Linked DNA regions of Sus scrofa: region 2 is linked to region 1. Evidence: chromatin contacts called from public Hi-C data. All regions are on one chromosome and are shown on one strand. Each heading gives the region's core, a stretch centred on a gene start, on an enhancer-like site or on the middle of the called end of the contact. The rest is flanking DNA. Distances are from core to core; before and after follow the strand shown.

Region 1 (5,495 bases), core at 2,371-4,870:
ATCATGACCTTTCTTATTCACCCAATTATGAAGACCATGTTTCTGCAGCTCTGTCTCCGGCATCCAGCAAAAGGGCTTGGCACATGGTAATTCCTCAGCCAGTGGTTGAACAAATAAATGAACTGTTGCATGCTCAGAAATTAAAATGAATTTGAAGAGAGGAAGAAAAAGATAAAGGATTTGTCTCTGAGCTCAATTCTCAAAGACAGAATATGAACACTCTTCAGTGACCCCGCCTGTGATTGGTGAGTGCTGGAAATCTGACAGCATGTGACTCAGGTATTCCTAAGAATATAAAGCCTTGAGAAAGGGCAAACACTATTCAGGAAGAGCTTGAAATAAAAATTATCATTAAACAAACACTGAGGGAGAGCTGTCTTTGGTAAGAAATATGCTCTAAGCATGCATCAGGATTCAGAACAAATAAATCTAGATAAATGGGAGATTGTATCAAAAGGAACCTGTTTTGTTAGCTGGAAAGTTACGAAGGGTGATTCATAGCTCTCCTGGGTTAACAGCACAGTCAGTGACATGGTAGCAGACAATCTACAGCTTCTTATTACAGTGTGCTTTTAGCTCAGGGCAAGAAAGGTATTTCATTCAGTGCGGTAGCATGTATGCCACATGGCCGTTTGCTCAGTACGGTCAAAGAAAGTATCACTATACAGGACTTTCTCCAAGTTGGTGATAACGCATATCAATGACCCCTACAACCTAAAGCCATACAGAACTGCACAGTTAGTTATGTTGGTTTCCCCCAAAAGTTGGATGTGGATGTGCTGGGTTGCATAAGGACAACTGCAACCAGTTATATTGTATTGTTCACAGCCCAGCCCCACCCTGCTCCAAAAGGATTAATGACGGAAAAAACCCAAAGGGCACAGAACTAAACAACGCTCGTTTTTAATGAAACTTCTCTATAGTAAATAAGCATTGAAAAGAGGCCCAATTCAGGATCTTGGGCCCTGGTGCTATAAGCTTAGAATCAAAATAGCCGTATAAATGCTCATCACTACTTCTCTGCAGTGAACTGGCAAGAGCTTTCCTGGTAGAGTTCTTGGGGTTGAGGGTTCTTACTGGACCAGTTTTAAACGTGAGCAAGCGTGTTGTCTTTTTCCTCCGTAAAGATCTTGCTGGATTAGCCTGGGGCTTAGGGAAAGGCACCTGCTTTTAAAGAGGCTAAAGCTGAGAGTCCAGAATGCACAGTCAGGACCTCTGACCATGTTTGGAAGACCTTTAGAGACGGCTTATTTTTCTAAACCGGTCTTAAAGTTGCCCTCCTTGCCTGGCCTCTGGTGTTCCCTCATCCAGTATCCTTTGACTCTTTCCTGTGTGCCCCTTCACTGCACAGTTAGGGCAGTAGGTGGCAAAGAGATCCCAAGCCGATCGATTTGTTTTTTAGTGACTTCTGGCTTTGCTGCCAGAATCATCCATTGCCAAACAGTGGCTTGTGTTTGTCTATGGTGATGTGTGCACTAAATAATGCAGGGAATCCAGCAGGTGGTAGAGAAGGCACTGGCTCCTTTTTGTCTTGGCTCTTTGTAAGTGCTGTCCACTGGCAGATAAACTGTGGTTCTCAGACTCCCTCTCTCACCTAAGCACGCAGACATGAAGGAAACTGAGTCCTCAGGTCTCCCTGTGATCCTGTATCCATGGAGGTTACGAGTCCTCACCTTAGAGCTGACTGCCTGAGTTCCTACCCCCGCTCTCCCACTGCTGTGTGGCACAAGGCAAGCAGTTCGACCTCTCTGATTTCTCCAACTAAAAAATCGGGGTCATCCTTATAATACCTGCCTCATAGGGTTCTAGAGAGAATTAAAAGGGTGAATAAAGTACTTACATGTTGAAGCCCTCTTGGCACACACAGTCTCAGATCTTTCAGCCTTGCAAAACAGCATTTACAGCTAAACGGCGTTGGGCTGTTTGTCTAGACAGCGCCTCATTTTTTAAAAAAGGAGAAAACTAAACTCCAAAGAAAAGACAGGCCTTCTCCCAAAGTCCAGGGGCTGTTGGGGACAGAGGGAGAACTGACATGTGAGCTCCTTGACATCCATGTGGTTCCTGGGCAAGGAGAGGATCAGATTTCCAGAGTAAACTGGCCGTTTCTTAGACTAGTTTTGTTTGCTTAGGCTTTCGGAATGGGCATAAATGGAAGACTTTATAGTTTAAGAATATAATGCCAGAGTCAGTGTGTAAACTAGACGGAGACACGGGGATTTCAGAGGGCAGAGTTCCACGTAGCCGTGGCCCATACATCCAGGGCTATGGAACTGGGCTTTGGTGGTAAACAATGTTGCATACGAGGAGCTGGAAGTGGTTCGCCAGCCCGGGGTTTTAAAAAAATAATGACCTGTGGTTGACATATGTATTCAGTTCAGCAGCCAGGCAGTAAAATGGGTGTCTTTATTTTATAGTTCTATCTCACATATTATCTGGACTAGCCTGGGGCTCATATTATCTACACACAATCCTCACTACCCCTCCCCTAAAATCACAACTATCATCAACCAAAGGGGGCATCATGGCCCCTCTTTACTGCCACTTCCTCCTTCCTCCACGCGTGCCTCCTTCCTGACCGCCTTTTAATGTCCGCCTCCGTGTGGCTTAGCCTCAATATAAAGGCCAGGATGAGGCACAGTGTGAACTGCCACGATAGGAAAAAAAAAAAAAATAAAGAATTAAAAATCACCCTTTGGATAAAACCAGCCCCCAGGCCCAGGTTGCAAGTGGAACAAGTGTTATGTGCTTTTGCATGTGTGAGCAGCTGTCAACCTTGCTGGTCGAGTGGTCTCCCAAAGCCAGGGACACGGGGGCACCCCCAGGACAGGAGGGGAGTTCCTCTCCCAATCTGTAGCACACCCCGTTCTTTTATTTCTTCTCTTCATCCACCTACAGGTTGGGGATAACTCTCACTGTTTATCTCTTGGGTTCTCAGGAACTGGCAGTTACCAGATTTTGTCAGTTACTTTACTTAATTTGTTCTTTCTGCCCCCCCAAATCTTGGAGGTAAGGTTTCTTCTAGGACTGAGCATACTGACCTTTTGTTTTTTGTGGGTTTTTTTTTTGAAATAGCCTCAGGGACCCCTGCTGTTGGGGATGGGGGCGAGGGAGCCAAGTAGAGGTCCCTCGTTCCCTCTGATCTGAGATCCGGGAAACCTCCAAGAAACCTGTTCCCCTTCCTTCACACTAGGGTGTTGCAGTTGAAGGTGAAGCTGGTGTGAAGTGATTAGGCTAAGAAAGCCTAGCAGGATGTGAGTAAATTAAAGAATTGGGTTTTTTCCCCTGGGTTTTTAGGCAGGGGGGAACCTACCTACTATCAAAACTGAATAAAAAGTACCAGCATGAATGAATGTAGGGGCAAGTCCAAAGCTGAGATACCATTTCTGCTGTAAGGAAATCCACAGAGGGAATTTCCTCCCTTTAAAAAAAAAAAAGGCAAGTTAATGATTAGAAACTGCTGCTTTCACCATTCTCTCTCTGCCTAATTTTCCACTCGCTTCCTTGGGGAAGGGGGGCCTCTTGGAAGCTAGTCAAGAACACTGTCATTAGGTTGGATGGTTGGAGAAACTAATGATTAGATACTTGGAGCCTTTATTGGAAGAGAAAGCAACTTTGTTGCAGTTGACGTAGGCCAAGGCACTTGGGTCCAGGGCAAAGGTGACAGGTAGGGATGAGGTTGCAGTGAGGGAGTTTACTACTCTGTTACTAATAAGTCTGGTGGCCCTGCTTTCTCACAGGGAGAGGGGCCAGCTTTGGATTTGTCCTCCCCAAGCCCTAGAAAACATTTCACCTGCTGACTCTGTCCAGGTGGAGAGAGCTAGCTAAACATCTCAGTGGCCCGGATCCTAGGTCTCTGCTTGTAGAAAGAGGTCAGCCAGCATTCTGCCCCTACTCAGATTCCTGATTACTTGGAATTAGGTGGCCCGGAAAGCCCCAGAGATTTCACGGTCTGATACTTGGAAGCCATTTGAAAGAGAAACTTAGCAACAGGATCCCCAAACATACATAGGAAAGTGAGCCCTTTCTAGGAGTGGGTTCTTGGTGTCTGGAGTTTGTCTGTGCATGTGGCCAGCCCCATGATGAGCCAGGCCCCTTGGTTTGGGGAAGGACACATGGCATCGTCTCATGCGGGGCCTATAACTTTTACTTTCTCTGTAGGGTTTGCCTGCCTGAGAGGTTCTTTCCTTTATTGTTGTTGCTTTGAAACAGTTGTTTGGCTCTTGCCATGGAAACTGTAATAAATAAACAGACCCGTGATTGATTTCTTTTTTTTTTTTTAAAGCAACCCGTGATTTTTTTTTCTTTTTTTTTTTTTTTTTTTGTCTTTTGTCTCTCTTTTGTTGTTGTTGTTGTTGTTGCTATTTCTTGGGCCGCTCCCGCGGCATATGGAGGTTCCCAGGCTAGGGGTCCAATCGGAGCTGTAGCCACCGGCCTACGCCAGAGCCACAGCAACGTGGGATCCGAGCCGCGTCTGCAACCTACACCACAGCTCACGGCAACGCCAGATCGTTAACCCACTGAGCAAGGGCAGGGACCGAACCCGCAACCTCATGGTTCCTAGTCGGATTCGTTAACCACGCGCCACGACGGGAACTCCAACCCGTGATTTCTTAATGGTCTCTGTCTTCAGATGCACTTCTCTGCCCCATTACCTCGAGAGCGTTCAGCTATTGGCAGTAAAGAAGAAGAGGGAGAGGGAAGGTGAGTACTGGCAGAACAGGCACGTCTGGAAAAGAGCGTGCTCTTAGGCCAGTTTCTCACACAGTGTGGATGTTTGCAGAAGGATACAGTGTGTGCACTGTGCAATTAAAAAAAAATTTTTTTTTAGAAAGTTAAGTCCAATGTTCTTTGTATTTTTGGCTATCCTTCACAGAACTTTCTTTGGGGGGGGGGTTACGATTACTTCAGTATGGTGTCACACAGACTCATTCCAGTGGAATCCAGTTTGATGGTCTGAGTGCTTTTGCTCCAAGAGGTGGACATGTGTTTTGATTTACATTGTGCTTGGATGGACTTTGTGTATGCCTCATTCCTATGGAAGACATAATTTGCAACAGAAGACTTGGAATAGCACCATCCTGCTTGCAAAGTTATTGAAGGGTATTAAAAAAAAAAAAAAAAAAAAAAAAAAAAAAAAAGACTTTCTGATTAATTCCAAAATCTTGTACTGCTTCTCTGGTAGGTACCATTTCTGATAGGTAACCCAGTGTAATTCTCACTTCTGGATCTATAACAGCCTCACCTGAGTGGAACATGAATCCATCCCACTCTTACTCTACCCTCATCACTCCCGCTCACAGAGTCTGTCTTGGTTGGGGGTCTTGGGATAGATGGATAGATAGATGATAGATAACAGGGTAGGCAGATTTCTTTTTTTTTTTTTTTTTTTTTTTTTGTCTTTTGTCTTTTTTGTTGTTGTTGTTGCTATTTCTTGGGCCGCTCCCTCGACATATGGAGGTTCCCAGGCTAGGGGTCTAATCGGAGCTGTAGCCACC
Region 2 (5,142 bases), core at 806-3,305, 330 kb before region 1:
ATCTTGACTTCACTAATAAAAGTAGGTGATCCTAAGAGACATCCTCCTCCTCTTAAAAAAATACAAGGATCTATTTCAAAGCTACAAAGAATTATATTGCACTTCCCCCCAGGCCCCGATTTGTTTACTGTAATACATCTGATCTATTTTCTAGCTTTGTGTCTTCAAATAAGTTGCTTAAAGTCTCTGTGCCTCCTTTTATCTGTAAAATGGGCATAATATTAGTACCAGCGTCTGGGGCTCTTGCCAGGAGTGAGTGAGACCATTCCTATAAAGCCTAGCTCAATTCCTAGCACATTGTAAACGCTCAAGAAATATAAACTTTCATCCCTGTCATAATTGCGGTGGTTGTTCTGAAAATCTAAAGTCAGTGAGATCCCAAGTTGGTGGCTGTTGATCTTTCCTTGGTGGGAGCATCTTAATCTTTCTCTGGGAAGAAACTCGAATCTTGAAATGGCCAGATTCATTGTCCCAGTCCATCCCAACTCCTTCCTGGCTTCCATTCCCACCTCTTACCTCCCTCCACCCTTCCCGCATTCCTGCGCCCTAGGTCTTATTTATTTTTCAGTCGACTGAGGGTGTTGTTGAATCTTTTCTTTTTCTGGCTGCCCAGTCTGGTTCCGAGGCACTCCACTCCCTGCCCTGCTCATGACAGGAATGCTTGGGAATGCTCAGCCAGCCATATCCCTCCCCTGTCGGGACACCCAGTCCTTAACGCTCCTTGAGAAGTGGCATTTCTGAGGCCGTCCCCCACCTCTGGGCTCCCCCTGAAGCCAGGGGTCTGGTGATAATGAAGGTCCTGTGGCGGAGAGGAAGCTGCAGAGGGAGGTGATAATCTCGGGGACCCTGGCATGTTGCCCACATCCTAGGCTTTCTGCTCAAGGCTTAGAGAGAGATATTAAGAGGCTTCTCCTGACTGTGTGTGTTGAAGGCTGGGTGATGATGCCATTGCTTAATTAGCATTGTCATGATCTCCATTTGAGTGATTTGTTTAGCTATTTGTGACTCTTTTGGGCTTGAGCGCATCATGTGATATTGACAAACTGTTGAGAAATGAGAGCGCGGCGGTGATGCCTGAGTTAGTGCAGCCATTGCACTGTCAACATCTCAGGTCCTTTTCACCTGGGACTTCAAGTCACTTGGCTGCACCTGAGTGCGTATCCACAGGTCGCCTTGGAGGGAGGAATGGCCAGCGTCCTTGCCCTGCTGGGAAAGCTCTGGTCCAGACAACGGGGATTTTCAAATCATACTGCTTGCCCAGGGCTGGATGGAAGAAGTCTTTGGGAGAGGCACGCTGAGTCCCTGCTTTAGGAGGTAACCCCTAGACCACACCTACTCCCTGAGCCACACTGAGTTTCAGAAGTCAACCATTTGGAAGAGTGTGGTTTGAGTTTTGGTCATACCCCGGCAGCCCCTTTCCCTGCCCTTGTTAATCGGATCAGGATCTTAATCTGGGCTGGCTGGAGGCTGGCCATGTCATTCTGTGGATCTTGGACACCCCTCAGTGCCCTCACAGAGCCAGCCAATGGAAAAGTACAGTGTCTTCTGGCTTCTTGGCCCTGCCAGCTCTGGCTGGCCTCTTTGATACCACCTTTTCTTCGGAGGGAGTGGGAGGGTAGCCTTCAAACTGAAAGCATGGGTTTTTCTTTGGTTTTTATAGGAAAAACAAATTGGCATGAACTCTCAGTCGAACCAGCTCAGGCTGTTTGGGCAGATGCCTTTCTTTGCTTTTTTCTGTTTATTTTCCAACAAATCAATGCTTAACTGCGTTGTTATTGGAGCAGAGCAACAGGTGCAAAAAAATAACTCTGCTGCCAACTCAAATGAAAAGGTAGGGCTTATACCCTCTGGGAGGTATTCAGAAGATAACAGAAGCCCCTGCCAGCAACTGAATTAACAGCTCTGTTTACGGTGGGTTTTATGTTAACCTGCCCCTATAACCCTCTGACACATAAACACGCTATTGTCTCGGGGAAAGACATTCAGCCCTCCAGACAACCAACGGCTTTATTCTGCCCTGAGTTGAGATTGGTTTTGGCTGAGGCTGCTTTGTGACACGCAGGGCTGCCAACTCCAGGTCTTAGTGAGGGTTTCCTGGGAAGGCAAGGGCACAGGGTTGCCGGAGAGAGGAGGATCGGTCCTGTTTTTAAACAGTGTTGAAGTTCTCGCCAAGTTCGGTCCTTTCGAAATGCCGGGGCCGGTCGCCTGGCTCTCTCCGCTGTTACTCCACTGTGTGTCTTCAGCAGGAGATGGCGAATGAGGTCAGAGGACATGGGGAAAGAGACATTGTTTTCAGAAGCGGTGTCCTGGCCGAATGGAGCAGGGCAGCTTCTGGGTTTGGTTCCCTGATGTCCACGCAGTGCCTCGCCTCTAGAGGATAGTCGATAAATACCTATTAATCGGAGGGGTAAATAAATATTTATACTAGCAGGACAAACCTTGCTTGATGATGGCTTCTCTCTTCTGAAGGCTAAGACAGCAGTCTTCCTCGGTCTGAGGTCTAAAATCCAGGGTGATTAAGTAATCTTTGGAAGAGCAGGGGTGGGGGTGGGATAGGGGAAGGGCTGACTCAGCCGGCCATGAGCTTCCCCTGTTGGAAGTCATTGTCCCGGCAATGCTCTGCAAGTGCTGTGCTCCGGGGCTGGGTTTGTTTGCTTGGCCTTCAGGGACCCATCCCTCTCAGCGGCTGGGCACTGTTGCCTTGAACCCTTTGGTGGTGCTGAACGTCAGGACCTGCTTCATTTCAAATTGGCAAATAACCGAGTGATAGGATCTCCGCAGATGAACTGGAGCTCGGGTTCTTGGGACCGAATGTGTTGTCTCTGACTTTACAAGGATTTCCTGGCCTTTATGGATATTTCTCTTTCAAGGCCCATCACCGCTGGAGGTGGTTATCTTGTTGTGGGAAGTTGAGGGAAGACAAAGCAGAGGAGCCTTGGACCAGGAGGGCTCGGCTGTGAGAGGGCTTAAGGATTGGTGAGCGGGGGGTTCTTAAAGACATAGAGTCTCATTCACAGGTCTGGGTGGCACCCCAGGAAACTTCAAGTTTAAGTTCTCCTCGGGTGCTGAGGATAGAGGTGGCCTAAAGACTGACTTTTGAGAAACAGCTGTGTGGCCTCTTCAGCCACGTAGAAAAACCACCATCAAATTAATTCTGGATGCTCTGGTTCATCACGTGTGTCCCTTTCCAAAGACCTACAGAGACCTAGGATTGTAATAAGTGGGGGCCTAGGTTTTGTTTTTGGTTTTGGTCTTTGCTATACGTTCTTTATGATTCTTTGGTTTTAGAACAGAGTTGAGGATTCATGGGGAGATAGATACTGAGGTTCAGGGTGGTGGGGAAAATGGTGAAATCTTCACCAGCTTGCCAAACAGAGGTCCAGAATGGCCCTCCTGGATGCAGCACGGTGGCTCCAGCAGCTGCCAATGGGAAGAGCCAATGGGGCCCTTCCTGGTGTCGCCATAGAACTAGGCAACACCCAGGTCCAGTGCAGAGAGCAATAATAGAATCTCTCAGGCCTTCTCTCAGAGGATGGAGTAAACATATCTCCCACCCCCAACCCCACTACAAAGTTTTCTTGACATTTCAATCCAACATGAGTGCAAGAGAGATTTTTTTTTTTTTTAAAGACTCTTGGTGTCCATAGATTTGTAAGAGGTCAGTGGATGGTCTTTAGAGGGCCCAGGGCCCTAAAAAAACCAGGTGTGAATATGCATTTCTGGGAGGAGAGAGCCCTAGTTTCTGTGGAGGTCTCAAAAGCCTCTAAGCTTTTATGACTCAAAGCTTGCTCCATTTTAGTCTGTCGTATAGCTGAACGAGATTGATAAGGGCCCCTGAGGTCATGTAAGGTACTTTTGTCTTTTGATCAAATTTAGTGCCTGTCTGTTGTCAGTATCTGTGTCTTGTGTGGATCTGGCACCAAGAATGATAAAGATCAGCATAATCCGTATGTTTCTAAATGATTTACAGTCAGAAAAGTATATCTGTAATGGATCAGCTCTTGGCCTTCCAATATGGCGTCACTGCTCATGAAAACACTTGAAAGCCCAGGAATAATGCTTCTGATGTTGCCCCTGGAAACATGAAATATCTGTTTCAAAACACGTTATGAGGGTATGAAATTACCTGTGATGTAATCCCGAGAGGATCAAATACATTCCCCAAGCTTGATTCACATTTTGATTCATTTGGAAAACATGAATTATTGTCTATGTTACATTCAGTTAGATTTCACATGTACTTGAATTTTCTTTTCTCCGCCTTGGGAGTAGTTCTTTTGAAATGATAGTCATATTGAAACAGGAAGTCAGTGAGCTATTGCAACATCCTTTGGGCAAGTGCTGTGAATTCACCTGCTGGCAACTTTGATTAAGAACCGAGAATGATCTGGATATCGTGGTCATCACAAAAGTCATTGTTTAAAAGACCTAATCGCTCCTTGGGTTTGAGGAGTGAAAATACCCACACAAGGCAGCCAATTATGAGGCACTTTGGAGATGATGTGGTTGAATGAATCGAGGAGCTGGGAAGAAGGTAGACCATGGCCTTGACTCTCAGTCCCCTGGGGCTGGGAACAGAGACTGCAGGCAAAGCCCTGCTTAAGATTTGCTGTGGGGAGTTCCCGTCGTGGCGCAGTGGTTAACGAATCCGACTAGGAACCATGAAGTTGCGGTTCGATCCCTGCCCTTGCTCAGTGGGTTAACGATCCGGCATTCCGTGAGCTGTGGTGTGGGTTGCAGACACGGCTCGGATCCCGTGTTGCTGTGGCTCTGGTGTAGGCTGGCAGCTACAGCTCCGATTAGACCCCTAGCCTGAGAACCTCCATATGCTGCGGGAGCGGCCCAAGAAATGGCAAAAAGACAAAAAAATAAAAAGATTTGCTGTGGCCCTGGTGACTCCCAGTGTATCTTCCTTTTCTAGCAGAAGCAAACCCCGCTTTTTTGCCTGAGGTCTAATTCAGATGAAGCTCCAACAATCATGGACCTGTTTATCTCCAAAATATAAAATGAACTTTATTGAGTCATAAGAGAAGTATTTATATTAGGAGTTCCCGTCGTGGTGCAGTGGTTAATGCATCCAACTAGGAACCATGAAGTTGCGGGTTCAATCCCTGGCCTTGCTCAGTGGGTTAAGGATCCGGC

Evidence for each region. A called contact is a pair of places that touch in the nucleus more often than the background predicts.
Region 2: a contact with region 1 is called in a Hi-C map of liver, with 5 times the contacts expected there. The contact joins two enhancer-like sites. A contact is called at or near these places in 1 of 47 Hi-C or Micro-C datasets (liver) and 1 of 2 datasets of contacts at active chromatin or transcription factors (alveolar macrophages).

The regions. Positions count from the first base shown.
Region 1 is chr2:25,994,781-26,000,275 of Sscrofa11.1, reverse strand. No RefSeq gene overlaps it. Among named protein-coding and RNA genes, the nearest start is that of MIR1343, 69 kb to the left of the region's middle. Within about 2 kb of position 3,620, at least 31 of the 83 cell types and tissues checked have an H3K27ac peak or open chromatin away from gene starts, as enhancers often do. A contact at or near this core is called in alveolar macrophages and liver, where this site is marked.
Region 2 is chr2:26,318,919-26,324,060 of Sscrofa11.1, reverse strand. All of the region lies in intron 2 of EHF (ETS homologous factor), which reads left to right. Among named protein-coding and RNA genes, the nearest start is that of EHF, 19 kb to the left of the region's middle. Within about 2 kb of position 2,055, at least 29 of the 83 cell types and tissues checked have an H3K27ac peak or open chromatin away from gene starts, as enhancers often do. A contact at or near this core is called in alveolar macrophages and liver, where this site is marked.